Linked DNA regions of Mus musculus: region 1 is linked to region 2. A link is a contact called in public Hi-C data. All regions are on one chromosome and are shown on one strand. The core of a region is the stretch at or near the end of the contact, and the rest is flanking DNA. Distances in the headings are between cores, read along the strand shown. Region 1 has its middle 110 kb from the start of Lrig1. Region 2 has its middle 28 kb from the start of Lrig1.

Evidence for each region. Hi-C and Micro-C count contacts between places; a contact is called where the count stands out from the background.
Region 1: a Hi-C map of liver shows a contact between it and region 2, with 2.7 times the contacts expected there. The contact joins two enhancer-like sites. A contact is called at or near these places in 13 of 39 promoter capture datasets (3T3-L1-derived adipocytes, the HPC-7 cell line, cranial neural crest and 8 more), 2 of 484 Hi-C or Micro-C datasets (liver and nephron progenitors), 1 of 115 datasets of contacts at active chromatin or transcription factors (embryonic stem cells) and 1 of 9 other capture datasets (embryonic stem cells).

What each region holds. Positions count from the first base shown.
Region 1 is chr6:94,809,124-94,816,517 of GRCm38.p6, forward strand. No RefSeq gene overlaps it. Among named protein-coding and RNA genes, the nearest start is that of Lrig1, 110 kb to the left of the region's middle. Within about 2 kb of position 4,813, at least 13 of the 459 cell types and tissues checked have an H3K27ac peak or open chromatin away from gene starts, as enhancers often do. A contact at or near this core is called in liver, where this site is marked.
Region 2 is chr6:94,725,221-94,731,913 of GRCm38.p6, forward strand. No RefSeq gene overlaps it. Among named protein-coding and RNA genes, the nearest start is that of Lrig1, 28 kb to the left of the region's middle. Within about 2 kb of position 4,846, at least 53 of the 459 cell types and tissues checked have an H3K27ac peak or open chromatin away from gene starts, as enhancers often do. A contact at or near this core is called in liver, where this site is marked.

The DNA.
Region 1 (7,394 bases), core at 3,563-6,062, 84 kb after region 2:
TATCTCAGGGGTCGGCCACTACATTCATCATTTCTGATCAGGTTTTGTAAACAGAGCTATCCATGCATGACAGGTGTCTGTGGCTGCTTTCCTCTTAAGAGTAGTGAAGAGTCACAGCAAAGCTAAAGCATTAGGGGCAAGGTTTCTTCATCCCGATTCATCATTGTTATCCCTCTTGATTATTCTGATTGTTAGGTACAAACTTCTACACACTGAAAAAAAGACAGTATCTCTAACCAATGGTGCTGTTCAAATGGTTTGCTGCATGTAGAAGAGTGCAAATAGATTCATATCTACCACTCTATAAAACTCAACTCCAAATGGATCAAAAACTTCAACATAACACTGAATAGGATAGAAGAGAAAGTGGGAAATAGTCTTAAACTTATTGGCACAAGGAAAAGACTTTCTGAACAGAACACCATTAGAATGGGCACTCTGGCCAACAGTTAATTAATTCACAAAACTGAAAAGTTTCTGTATGGCAAAGGACAACATCATTTGGGCAAAGTGGCAAACTACAAAATGGGAAAAGATTTTTAGCAGTTACACATCCGATAGATGGTTGGTATCTAAACTATTGTAAAGAACTAAAAAAGAAAAAAATCCTGACCATCAAGAAAACAAATACCCAGGGCTGAAGAGATGGCTCCGGGGTTAAGAACACTGGCTGCTCTTCCAGAGGTCATGAGTTCAACTCCCAGCAACCACATGGTGGCTCACAACCATCTGTGATAGAATCCAATGCTCTCTTCTAGTTTTTCAGCAATAGTATACTCATATACGTACATAAATAAATAAATCTTAAAAGAAGACAACAAATACCACACTTTAGAAAATGTGAACGGCCAAGATCAATAATACAAGTGACAGCCCATATACGTAAGAAGATGGAGTAAGGGGCTCACTCATCCATTGCTGCTGTGAGTGCAAACTGGTACAGCCATTGTGGAAACCAGTGTAGTGTTTCCACAGAAGACTGGGAAGCAATCTACCTAAGATCTGGCTAGGCCACTCTTTGGTGAATACCCAAAGGACTCTGTATCCCACTACAGAGATATTTGCTTATATGTTCATTGCTATCTCTTCACAAGAGCCATAAATGGCAAACAGCCTAGATGTCCATAAACTAATCAACACATAATTAAAATGTACATATTTACACAAAGGAATATTATTCATTGGTTTAAAAAAATGAAATTATGAGACCTGGAGAGATGGCCCAGTGGTTAAGAGCACTAACTGCTTTTCCAGATGTCCAGAATTCAATTCCCAGCAATCACATGGTGGCTTACAACTATCTGTAATGGGTTCTGGTGCCCTCTTCTGGTGTGTCTGAAGACAGCAGCAGTGTAATCATATATATATATTTATATACATATACATATATGTATATATCATATATATGTATATATATATATAATCTTTAAAATAAAAATAAATCATGAAATTTGCATGAAAATGGATGGAGCTAGAAAAAAAATTCTGAGTGAGGCAACCCAGACCTAAAAGGAAATATTTGTATTTTTTCTTATAGGTAATGTTAACATTTAAGCCTTTGATATGTATGCACAATCTGTATTACCCCAGAGGTTAGTTATAGAATAAGGGACTAGGCAGGAAGGAATGATCGCCAAAGGAAGGGGAATAGAATATAAAGTTATGGCGAGACAGTGGGAGTCTGGGGTGGAAAGATTAACTGGGGAGGGAGATGGAAAAGAGGTTAATGCAGGCAATATGGGAGGGGTAGTTAACACTAAGAGTCATGTGAGGGGGCATAAGGGAACCCACTGCTATAGAAGCTTCCTAAAATATGTACATATATGAAAGAGATCTAAATAGGGTCACCAAATAATGGGGAGACAATACCTCAACCGGACATCTCTTAGCATCCAGCAAGGCCTTCAGTGCCAGGAAATTGATGATATTTCATTGAATTAAAGGAGCTCCACATAAACCCCCAAACAACCAGGCTATTGCCAAGAAGACTGGTTGTTCTTCACAGATTGATTGCCAAGGCTCTATCACAGAAGACAGCCCATAGGCCCGCTGAGAAGTGGGAGTGAACACAGCCTCCCACCCCTAACCAAGACACTACTTATGATTGTAACAAAGGAAAAGTTATTTTTTTCCCCGTTGGCATACCACTGGGTATATTAATCACATTTAAGGGTAGGTCCCACTCTAGCAGTCGATGCTCAACACAAAATGAGCTCACTGGTATTGGTGTAGCCTTTTTGTCTCACATTGCTTTGTTTGTCTTCCTTGTCTTTTGCATGTGTAGTACGGCTTCAGATTTTGCGGGGTTTGTTTTGTATATGTGTGTTTATTTCTTTTTCCATTTTCGTTGCTGTTGTCTGCCTGTTTATTTTCTGAAAAGATGCAGGGCATCGGGGCGGTAGGGGAAAGGAAAGCATCATCAGAATATTTTTATGGAAAAGTTATTGTTGCTGTTGTTACATTACAAACTTAGACCTAAACTCTCTGATGAACGCAGCCAATCGTGAGTGACTCTGGCTAAAGAAGCTGCTAGATGCCCCGTTCCCAATGCTGTCCTACAGGACATCTTGTTCCAGAGCCCCCTACATCTTTCCTGCCTCAGGTTGAGCTTGTCATCCTTTTCAGGCCTGGTGGACTCTTCCTATTCCCTTAGTCACATCCTTTGAAGGCCATCCCTGAAGATCTTATCAATATAGTGGTGTCTCTGTTTTAATGCCTGTGTGGCTTCCATGGGACACATGCTACATTGTAATTATCTGAATTTATTTGTGCCTGTTTCTCTCTCACTAGACCATAGACTCTTTGAGGGCAAGGACTGTGGTTGGCTGGTTTCCTACCTTATTTACACAGCTTCGAATCCCCTCTGCTACACAGCAGGTAAATCTTGCAGCAGCAACTAATTACTGAGTGGCTAAGCAGCTGCACACAAGACTAAATCCCGCCTCCATGAGAGTGACTAACTAACAGAGTGTCTGACAGGCACTCAGACTGAAGTGTTGAATGAATTAATAATGTAAGAGGGACACTTAATCACGATAACACTGATAAAAGAGTAACTTACCACACAGCTCCTCTGACCCTTTGATACCAACCTTGTGGAAAAGAATAGCTTCCTTCGGCTCCATTTAAATTATTCAGGATAAAGGAGAGGAAGTAAGGCTCTCCAGGGAGTATGCTAGAATATCCGTGTGTGTGTGTGTGTGTGTGTGTGTGTGTGTGTGTGTGTGTGTGTATGCTAGAATATCCGTGTGTGTGTGTGTGTGTGTGTGTGTGTGTGTGTGTGTGAGAGAGAGAGAGAGAGAGAGAGAGAGAGAGAGAGAGACATTTTAGCCCAAAGGCATACCTTTAGGTAACTGCTGTCTACAGACTATGGGAACCAGGGAGATACACAAGTCTTGGGGCACTCCTGATGTCCTGCTAACAGCCACGAAATCTGCTTTTCCTAGGAACTAAAGTATCAAAGTTGGAATCAATTTTTCTTCTTTTTTTTTTGAGACAGGGTTTCTCTGTGTAATCTTGGCTGTCCTGGAACTCACTCTGCAGACCAGACTGGCCTTGAACTCAGAGATCCACCTCTGAGTGCTGGGTTTAAGTGTTCAGTTGACTGTTAAAAAATAAATAAATGAAGGCATATGCATCAACACTGCTCAGCTTCTTTTTTAAAAAATGTAAACCCTGCTTGAGATGATAAAATTGATGCCCATTCTGCAAGCCCATGAAAAACTGAAGACAACAATAAACAACAGAATGAAAGTTACTCTTGGTGGTATCCCCCACCCCCCTGTACTTTGCTTTGGCTTTGTGTTGAAAGATATAATTTAAGCTCAAATTTAAATCTTGACTCCATACTCTATGACTTTGACATTCTAGGTGAAACAAACATAATTTCCATGTTGCTATCATGGTTGTTACTGTTTTTATTTAAATGCCTGGAACAGAAGAACACGCTCTTTTTTTTCCCCTTAAGTTTTTGAGGCAGGGTTTCTCTATGTAGCGCCAGCCGTCCTGGAACTCGCTCTGAAGATCAGGTTTGCCTTGAACTCCGAGATCTGCCACCTCTGCTTCTAGAATGCGGGAATTAAGGGCACGTGTCACCAGCACCTGGCTTATTTTTAATTTTGCTGAATGATTAGGGAAGATGGAAAGTAAAAGTTACTGAAAGCACACACATTGATGAGACAGAGGCGTCAGCCTGACTCTGTCCCACCCCTCCTCTTTCTCTGCTTTGGTTTTCTGAGACAGGATCTGGATCTGGACCTCAGGTGAGCTAAATATGGCGTCCCTGCCTGACTGCTAAATGTTCAGGGGTGTTTCAGCTCCCAGTTTTTGCTGCCCAAATGCGATAAGGTTCACTATCAATTGATCAGAGTCCTTCTTCCCTCCTTCCCTTCCTGCTTCCCTTCTTCCTCCCCCATCTCCTATCCTCCCTCCCTGCTCCCTTCCCTCCCTCCCTTCCTCCTTCCCTGCTATCTTCCTCTTTTCTACCCCCATCCCCCACCCTGTATACCATTTTCAATTGCAGCTCAAAGGACTAAAGGTCCTTGTTCACGTAAGCAGGTGGGATGGACAGAGTTTCGTCATGGCAACACTGCTCAGTTCTTTAAACAGTTCTGAGTTATTTACCAAAAAAATCATATGCTCATCTATCATCAGAAATGATTTCTAATGCTCTAGCAGCTGACAACTCCATCAGCTCTGCCTTCAGTTTCGTTGACAGCAGAGAATTGAGAATGAATTGCCTTACAGAGGGATTTGTAACTCAGTCATTAGAGCCATCCACTTTCCCAACAGTGGACAGGCGGACTTTGAATCATTCCTTTGTTTGGAGATAAGGATTTTCCCCTCTAGGGCAATGTACCATAGTCAGATTCAGGAGTTAGAGGTGGCCCTTTCTTTAGTATGAGAGAAAAAAAGGCACCTGGGGGGCGGGGAACGGGGCAAGTGTGGCCAAGACTACCGTGCAACCCATAAACCTTCTTCATAAGGGAGCTCACCAGCACCTAGAGGCTCTGCTAGGAGCTGATTCTCTGAAGGCTGCAGGAGTATGTTGGCAGAGGGTGACAATCTAAAAACTATTCCTCTGGAACTATGGATAGTCAAGCCTTCCTTTAAAAACTTTTAACAGCATGGCAATACACACTGGTAACCTCAGCATACGAAAGGCAGAGGCAGGAGGACGTAGTCATTTTTTTTTTGTTTGTTTGTTTTGTTTTTCGAGACAGGGTTTTTCTGTATAGCCCTGGCTGTCCTGGAACTCACTTTTTGTAGACCAGGCTGACATCGAACTCAGAAATCCGCCTGCGTCTGCCTCCCAAGTGCTGGGATTAAAGGCGTGTATCACCACGCCCAGCGGTCATTCTTGATAATGTAGCAAGTTTAGGTCAGCCTGGAGTACACAAGATCCTATCTCAAAAAACTATATACTTAAAGGAAATTATAGAAAAAATCGATTTGGGCAAGGATCATCTGTGGAAGCTAGGACAGGTAGGTAAAAATTGATGAGGATCAGGACACTCCAAAGCCTCTATGTTTATCCCCACAGACCACTCAGTAAACACCATTTAATTACTGAGTATAGAATAATTACAGATGAGGTGGAGAAACCTGGTAGCCCCCACCTGCAGACATACCTTGGGTTCCTGCTGTCAGGACACACTGAGAAAAACATGTCTATTCCATGAGGTTTTTACCCAAGACAGAGCAGAACTCCAACTCCCAGGAACTAGTAAATAAACCCGGATGGAGGGCTGTGCAGCCAAGTATTGAGCTGCATTTTTCATGAACAGTCCAGTCCAGAGGCAAGTGGGAGGCTAGGAACCGGGCAGGTGAAGGAAGCAGGACAGACAGGGTGAGGCTGGGACTTGACCTGAGGCATGCAGGGTCATCACTGGGATAAACTGGAAATGCAAAAGGAGGTTTCTGGATTCTGGCCCGACTTCCACAATGCTTTAAGGCTATATGGTGGCTGCTTAGGAGAGCTCCAGAAGGCACACAGTGGAAAGGGAAATTAATTGATTTTATGCTTGCCAGCTATGCTTCCATGGTTCAGGGGAAAATATATGGCTGTGTGTTTAAGAGAGCCCTAAGGGAAAGATGAAGGAGCTGGGTGAAGGGAATCCAAGGGCCACTGTGTATGAAGACATTTTTTTGAAGGTTTGAAATGATCTCAACATAACACATTAAAATCTTGATTTATTTAAAACCATTTATTTATCGTGTGTGCATGTGTGTGTGTGTGTGTGTGTGTGTGTGTGCATGTGTGTGTGTGCATGTGTGTGTACTTTTCTTCTATCGTGTGGATTCACACTCAGGTCCTCAGACTTTGACCTTGTTGTGACATCCTCTAAGCCCTAAAATCTTAATCTTGCTTGGGTTGGTGGTGGATAGCTATTGTCCCAGACCTCAAAAGAATGGAGTAGGAGGACTGGTAGCTTGTGGTTAGCCCGGGTTCCATAGTGTGATCCTATCTCCAAATGAATAACCAACCAACCAACCAACCAAACAAACAAAACTAAACACACAAAAACCCCATCTAACCCCCCCAAACAATAACGACAAAACCCTCCTCTCTCAAAATTAATGTCTAAAACATTGTGATTCCCCACTTTTGAGAATACTTTATATAAAAACACAGACAATTTGATTTTTGAAGCAGGGTCTCAGGCAGTTCAAGCATCAGGCTGGCTTCAAACTTGTTATGTGACCCCGAGTTCCAGATTCTCTTGCTTCCACTCACCTCCTGAGTGCTGAGAATATAGGTAGGCACCCCCATAAGTGCTATGTACGCATGCACATTTAAATAGTTTTGAGGATCAGACCTCAGGCTCATGCATGCTAGGCAAGCTCTCTGCCCAAATGTACTACACCTCTAGTCCCTGAAGCGGATATATTTTGAGTTCATTGGTTATGTGGCAATGACTATCATACTATGTATTTAACACCTTTAATCACTTTATATATATTATCAGGTAGCAGAACGCTATCAGCAACATTCTACACCAAGTAGAAACGGTATCTGAATTCCAGAGACACATCAATTACTAAGACTGATAGTGAGAACCAAGTCACAGCAATCAGAAGGGCTCAGTGGGAGGACTGTGTCCTGAAGGGCACAGCCAACCTCTCTCTCTACTGTTCTGGCACTCCATTCACTATAGCCACAGCAGCCTGCACTTGTCATGCCCTGGCTCTCACATTAGTTTCCACAGTTTCCTCTTAATTACCCCCTCTTCACCAGCACGCTGGTTAGGCAAGGGCAGGTCTCTGACTCTTCGTCTTTGTAAGCACTTACGCCAGGCTGAGTGCCTGCATGTTAGATTTCTGATAAGTATTTGTTGAATGAACAAGTGTTTATGTGTCAGTGAATGTCAACAAGTCATAAAACGTTGCCGTGT
Region 2 (6,693 bases), core at 3,596-6,095:
TCGTAACACTGAAAATGGATCCACCATATAACTCAGCTGTTCCACTCTTGGCTGTTTACCCAATGAACTCCAAGTGAACACACCACAGAGATGCTTGTTCATCAATGTGAATCACAGCGATGTTCACATTCGCTGAGCTATGGGACCAATGCAAGTGTCTAACAACAGCCCAGTTGATTTGGAAAGGGTGATATGCATACTTAATGCAATGTTTTCAGCCATGGAAGAGAACAAAAGTTCTGTTACTTGCACAAAGATGGCTACAACTGGACATAGTTGTATCAAGTTAATTAAGCCAGTCTCAGAAATACAGATATCGTATATTTCTTTCATACGCAGTTCCTAGTTTTATATAGATACATCAGTACATAAAATTAGATGTGAAGTTTTAGGGTAGCCAAGGGAACTAATGGGAGAGGGGAGGAGGGAATGGTAGTGGGTGTGAAGGCGTTTCATGCCAACCCAACTGAACAGAGAATTACCCATGACATTGGCTTCTAGGCATGTCTGTGGGCAATTATCTTGATCACACTAATTGACTAGTAATATTAGCCCAGAGAGGCTCAGATTAGACCCCTCCACTCCAGAATTCTAAGAGGACGCATCTGTGCTCTTAAATTTGGAGCCATTTATTACACTAATAGGAAAGCAGAGCAGACATGAGCCAGCCTATGGCTTCGTGGGACACCAGTAGACAGAATTAACGCCTGGCAGTAGACAGCCCTTCAGGAGCTTCGTCTCCTTTGGAGCTAATCTCCTTCATGTTACATGGAAACACAGGTCTTGGGGTCCTAGCAGACTGGAGAATTTGACTAAGTTATTAACCTCTCTGGGCTTGCTTCTTGCCTGTTAAGTGATGGGTGGTAAGTAAGAGCGCTCACCTACAAGACATCCCAAACTTTATTTTTTCACCCTGACACGTTTCACAGAGAATGTTGCCATCATTTGGACACTGGTGGGTATAATCTAGTTCCAGAGAAATCTAGGCTGCTCAAAAGATGACATTTTCTTTCTCACTAAGAAAGAATCTCAGGGGGGCTGGAGAGATGACTCAGTGGTTAAAAGCACCAGTGCTCTTCCAGAGGACCAGGTTTGATTCCCAGTACTACACATAGTGGTTCAGTTGTGGCCTCCACAGGCACCAGGCATACGCATGGTGTGCAGACATACATGGAGGTCAAACACGAACATAAAATAAAGCACAGTAGTCAAATATATATTTTAGAAAATATATAATCTCAGAATATATGTGATATTTTTATAGGAATGACAATACCTAACTTGCTGAGATTAGATGCGGTTTTCTATGAATTTTTGTTGTGAAATTTGTGAATATGCTATGTCACAAAGAAGGCACAGACATTAACGAACACATGGCAGCAGGAAGTTCTTAGTAGCGCCTATCAGGGAGTGGCCACTGTTGCTGCTGAGAAGTTAGCTGCAGCTGGGAGGATTAGCCTCGATGTTGGGATGTGCTTCCTGGCACTGGGACAGCCCTGGGAGCTGAAGTGATCTGAAATCACTGAGGACAAATCACAGTTGAGAAGGTAGAAAAAAAAAAAAAAAAAAAAAACAGAAGGAGGAAGTTCCCAGTTCCTTAACCTTTAAAAAGTGCTCCTCATCCCCAAAGCCTAGCTGAACAAACTATACGATGGCAATATGCTACCGGCCTCTCATCCTTAATCATTCAGTTAAGAAATGACACACATGACGCTGGCACAAAGGCTCAGATAGTAAAGTGCTTTTCTTGCAAGCAAGAGGACGTGAGTTCAATCCCCAGAACCTATGTAAAAGGGGTGTGTAGGGAGTGGGCATTGGAATTTGTAATCCCAGTGCTGGAGAGGTGGAAACAGGAGGATTCCTGGGGTTTGCCCTTTGGCCAGTATAGAGAATCAGTGAGTCTGAGGTTCCATTTAGAGGCCTTGTCTAAAAACAACAACAACAACAACAACAACAACACCCCCAGGGTGGACAGTTCCTGAGGAATGACCCCAGGTTGACTGGTTTCCACATGCACTCACAGCCATGTGTATATCAACACACCACACACACACACACACACAGAGAGAGAGAGAGAGAGAGAGAGAGAGAGAGAGAGAGAGAGAGAGGTATACACATAGAATGATACACTTTATCTTAACTTTGTGAAGGGAGAAAAGGCCGAGGATACTGTAATGATTGTTAGCAAACTTCCTATTTTATAAAAGAGAGAAAAAAACAACCAACCCTCCCTCCTCCTTCCCCCCAGATAAAAAGAAGTACCAGGGAAGCTGACTGATACGAGCAGGAGGCTTGACCTATACCTAGGTACTGGCCATGAAGTTGTTTCCGATTGAACATCTGTGCCAGGAAGAAGTCTAAATCTGAATGTTTCAATATTTTCAAGGTAGTTCAATTTCATTTATGCCTCCTGACATAATGCACATGGATTTCTGGAAGGAGAGATGACAGGGTGTTGGGGGCAGGGCAGGATAGATACACATTGTGATACAGGGGCAATGTCATAGTGGAGAAACATTCGTGGATGAGTTCAGAGCTGCAAGATCTAAGTTCTCCACTGACGATGAGAATCACAAATGGCCGAGGGCTGAGACAGAAAGATTGGTGTAAGTTCAAGGCTAACCTGAACTACTTAGGGCTAGGCAAGCCTGGAGCTACTGAGTGAAATTCTGTCCTGAAAAGACAGACACAGGAGAAGGCAGAGAAACAGCATGGGAGTGACAGAATATCAGACTGTGAACACCAGTCAGCAGCCTTGTCAGTAGAAGAAAAATGACTGAGTCAGGCTGGACAGGCTGCTCAGTGGTTAAGAACACTCCCTGATCTTGCAGAGGACTGAGTTTGGTTCCAAGTCTCCACATGGTGCTTAACAACCAAGTGGTAACTCCACTTCCAGGGGTTCTGCTGCTGCTGTTGCTCATATACACATACTGGCAAACACAATTGGAATGCCCTCTCTCTCTCTCTCTCTCTCTCTCTCTCTCTCTCTCTCTCTCTCCAGGTTCTTATGTAGCTCAGGCTGGCTTTGAACTATGTACCAGAAGTGACCCTTGTACTCCTGACCATCCTGTCTCCATCTCCCAGGAACTGGTACCATAGGTGTGAACAACCATACCCAGTTACAGTGGTGTAGGGAGCAAAGCCAGGGCTTTGTGCAGACGAGGCAAACACTCCACTGTCCGAGCCACACTCCCAGATCTACATCTCAGTGTTTAAAAACTATGTTCTCTGCTGCTACTTTTTCTCTCCTCTTTTTTTGGGGGGTGGGGGTAGGGGTGGGGGGTTGTCGAGACAGGGTTTCTCTGTGTAGCCCTGGCTGTCCTGGAACTCACTTTTGTAGACCAGGCTGGCCTCAAACTCGGAAATCCGCCTGCTTGCCTCTGTCTCCCAAATGCTAGGATTAAAGCCACCACTGCTCGGCTTTTTCTCTCCTCTTAACTCAAGTTTGCCTCATAAGAGTCATAGGTTGTTTGTTATTGTTGTTTGCTTGCTTTAACATGCATGTGTTCGTGTGTGTGTGTGTGTGTGTGTGTGTGTGTGTATGCACGGGTACATGCTTGTGTCAGAACACAACTTGTGGAAGTTGGCTCTCTCCTCTTACCATGTGGGTCCTGGAACTGAACTTAGCCATCTTGCCAGGCCCAAGGAGAATGAAAAGTAAACATTGTGGGAGACTATCCTCTGCTGCCTGTGGATCTCATTCGTTAGCCCCCAGCCTCTGTCTTCCACCCAGAATCTTGAAAGTTCTTGGTAAAGATTTCAATGTCTACTGCAGCACAATGGGACCCTGGATGTGTGATTTCTGGTGTGACTTTCCCCACACTTTTTCTTAGGGCTCTACATTGAGTGAATGAGTGAGTGGGAGGGAGGGGGAGGGAGATGGAGAAGGAGAGAGGGAGATGGAGAGAGAGGGGGGGGAGGGAGGGAGGGAGGGAGGGAGGGAGGGAGGGAGAGAGAGAGAGAGAGAGAGAGAGAGAGAGAGAGAGAGAACACGCATTTGTTTTGCTTCCAAGGATTTAGGAACAGATGGGCTACACACTAGAGTGAGACCTAATCTTTCCCATGCTGTGTTTGATCCTGGGAGCAATGGCTTCAAAAAGGCTGTGACTTTGAGAAAAGCCTGCAATCCACAAACACCCATCTGAGAGGCCATGGTTTGTATTTAAGCCGTTTAAACAGGTGTGGACTTGAAAGAGTAACAGCGCTTTGGAGCTTCAGAGTGAATTTTGTCAGCTTGTGCCTGACTCCTGGGGAGGAGAAAGCACCCCTCCCACTTTTAGGCACTGACCTATCTGTCCCTGTCCTTGTTAATTGTTTGTTATCAACCCCTTTCTCTTGAAGGGATTCAGTAACCTACCTCGTGATAAAGGGCCCCGATCAAACAGCTGATTAAATAAATCATTGTAGCCTCTCAGATAAGAGGGGACTCTTCTCCCTGGGTACAGAAAGCCAAAAACCAAAGGCAGGACTTCACGGAAGAGTCCCTATGAAAAGAAGGCAAGGCTGGTGAGAATTAGTGGAGCCAGAGCTTAAGGAGGCAGACTGATGGACCGAGATGCTCACTTCCACACCTGATTCTAGAAGATTCTAATGCCTCTCAACTGCAACCCACAAGAAGCTCACCATGGCACCAAATTAAAATGCAGAATCTAGTTCCGGGAGTGTGTGCACTCTAACCAGCTCCCAGATGGTCCTAATGGGGCTGGCCCTCGGGCCACATTCTTGAGTAGCAGTCCTTATCTGTGTACCTACGAACCGTTAAAACCTACATTCAAGAGGACTTTCTGAACACGGACACCTCCCCCGCAGGTCCTAGTTAAATATTAATGACAGCGATGATAAAGGCCGTGACAACGCACTTGGCACTGACGGGCGGCTTAGCGTGTACAGCTCTTTCCAGCTCTCTATCTGCCTTTCTGAGGCAGGGCATTTCCCGGAACCGGAAGCTGGCCAATTCAGCGAGACTGGCTCGTCCATGAGCCCCCAGGATCCTCCTCGCTCCTCTTCCCGAGCATTCAGATGGCAGGCATGCTCTATGCCTGGCTTTTTATAAGGGTTCTGGGGACCAGTCTCAAGTCCTCAAGCTTATGCAGGAAGTGCTTTATGACTGAACCATCTCCCCAACTCCATTCCTTTTTTTAAACAAATTAAAATTTGAGATAAGGACTCACTAAGTTGTCCAGGCTGGCCTTTCATTTATTCCAGTCCAGATTTAGGCACACTAAATACTTACCCAAGGTCTCCTTGCTAGTAAGTGGCGGGAACTCCAACACCGACCCACAAATCTAAAGCAAGCTCCTCCAGTTCAAACATCTGAGTGTGCCAATGTCTAAAACTTTTAAGTGCCAACAGGATGCCGCATGCGGAAAATTCCATACCTGACCTCATGTTAGTTCAACCTGCAGGCACACTGAAAAAGCTATATTAAATTACCTTTGGGTCATTTGCCCCAACAGAAATGAACTTAAGTTTAGACTTGGGTCCCCCCAACCCAAGATAGCTCATTATGGAAGTACTAAAGATCTTTAAATTATCTGCAATATGAAACACTTCTGCTTCCAAGAGTTTTGGATAGTGATTAACCAGTCTCTACTGCCTCTTATTTCTGATGTCTTATTTGTGGTCTGGTGGGGTTCTGCATGTGGAACGTGTGTGACTTTGTGCTTAAAATGAAGTGTTTTCCTTGTGCTTTAGGACCAAGCCAAGAACATGGGGAAGTCAGATGGGAGGGTCACACACTCCTCGGAGAGCGACCTTCATGGGTAGTAAAATGTTCTGATGATTCATTTTCAACCTGGCACTGAAGAAATTGATGAGAACATACATGGCCACTCTATGAGGTTTATTCAACATTGGTGGTCAATAAAAGTATATCTACTACATATTTTTTAAGTCAAAAGTACATTGTCTTCCTTGAATGTAAAGGAAAATGCCAAGTAGGTCATGAACAGCTCAATAAATTAAAAGAAAAAATATGTAGCTTGCACTTTGTTGCAAGCAGAGCTTTGCCACTTTAGTTGACAGTGTAGATGAAGGCTGGGGATATAGGTCAGTGGTAGAGCTTGCTTAGGATACTGGGGACCTGTTTTTTTTTTATGCCCAGTACTCCAAATCAAACAAGGGTGTGCTTCCAGTAACAAAATACACCCCCAACACACACACACACACACACACACACACACACACACACACACACACAGAGAGAGAGAGAGAGAGAGAGAGAGAGAGAGAGAGAGAGAGAACACAGTTAGGCAAAAATGATTAGCCATACCAAAGAAAACCTCTGTAAACTATCTGATAAAGAATTGCTGTCCAGCTGGGTATGGTGTATGGTGGCAGTTGGGAGGTAGAGGCAGATGGATCTCTGTGAGTTCTAGGATAGCCAGGACTACACAGAGAACCCTGTCTCAACAGCAGCAGCAGGAAACCAACCAACCAAACAAGCAAAAAACCTGATGTAACAACAACCAACCAACCAAATAAGCAAAAAACCTGATGTAACAACAACCAACCAACCAACCAACCAACCAAATAAGCAAAAAACCTGATGCAGCAACAGCAAACCAACCAACCAAAGGAACAAAAAACCCGATATCCTTCCAATTCCACAATTAAAGTTTATATAATGACTAAAATTTTCAAATAGCCTTTTCACCAAGGAAGTTATGCTGACAGGCAATGAGCACATGGAAC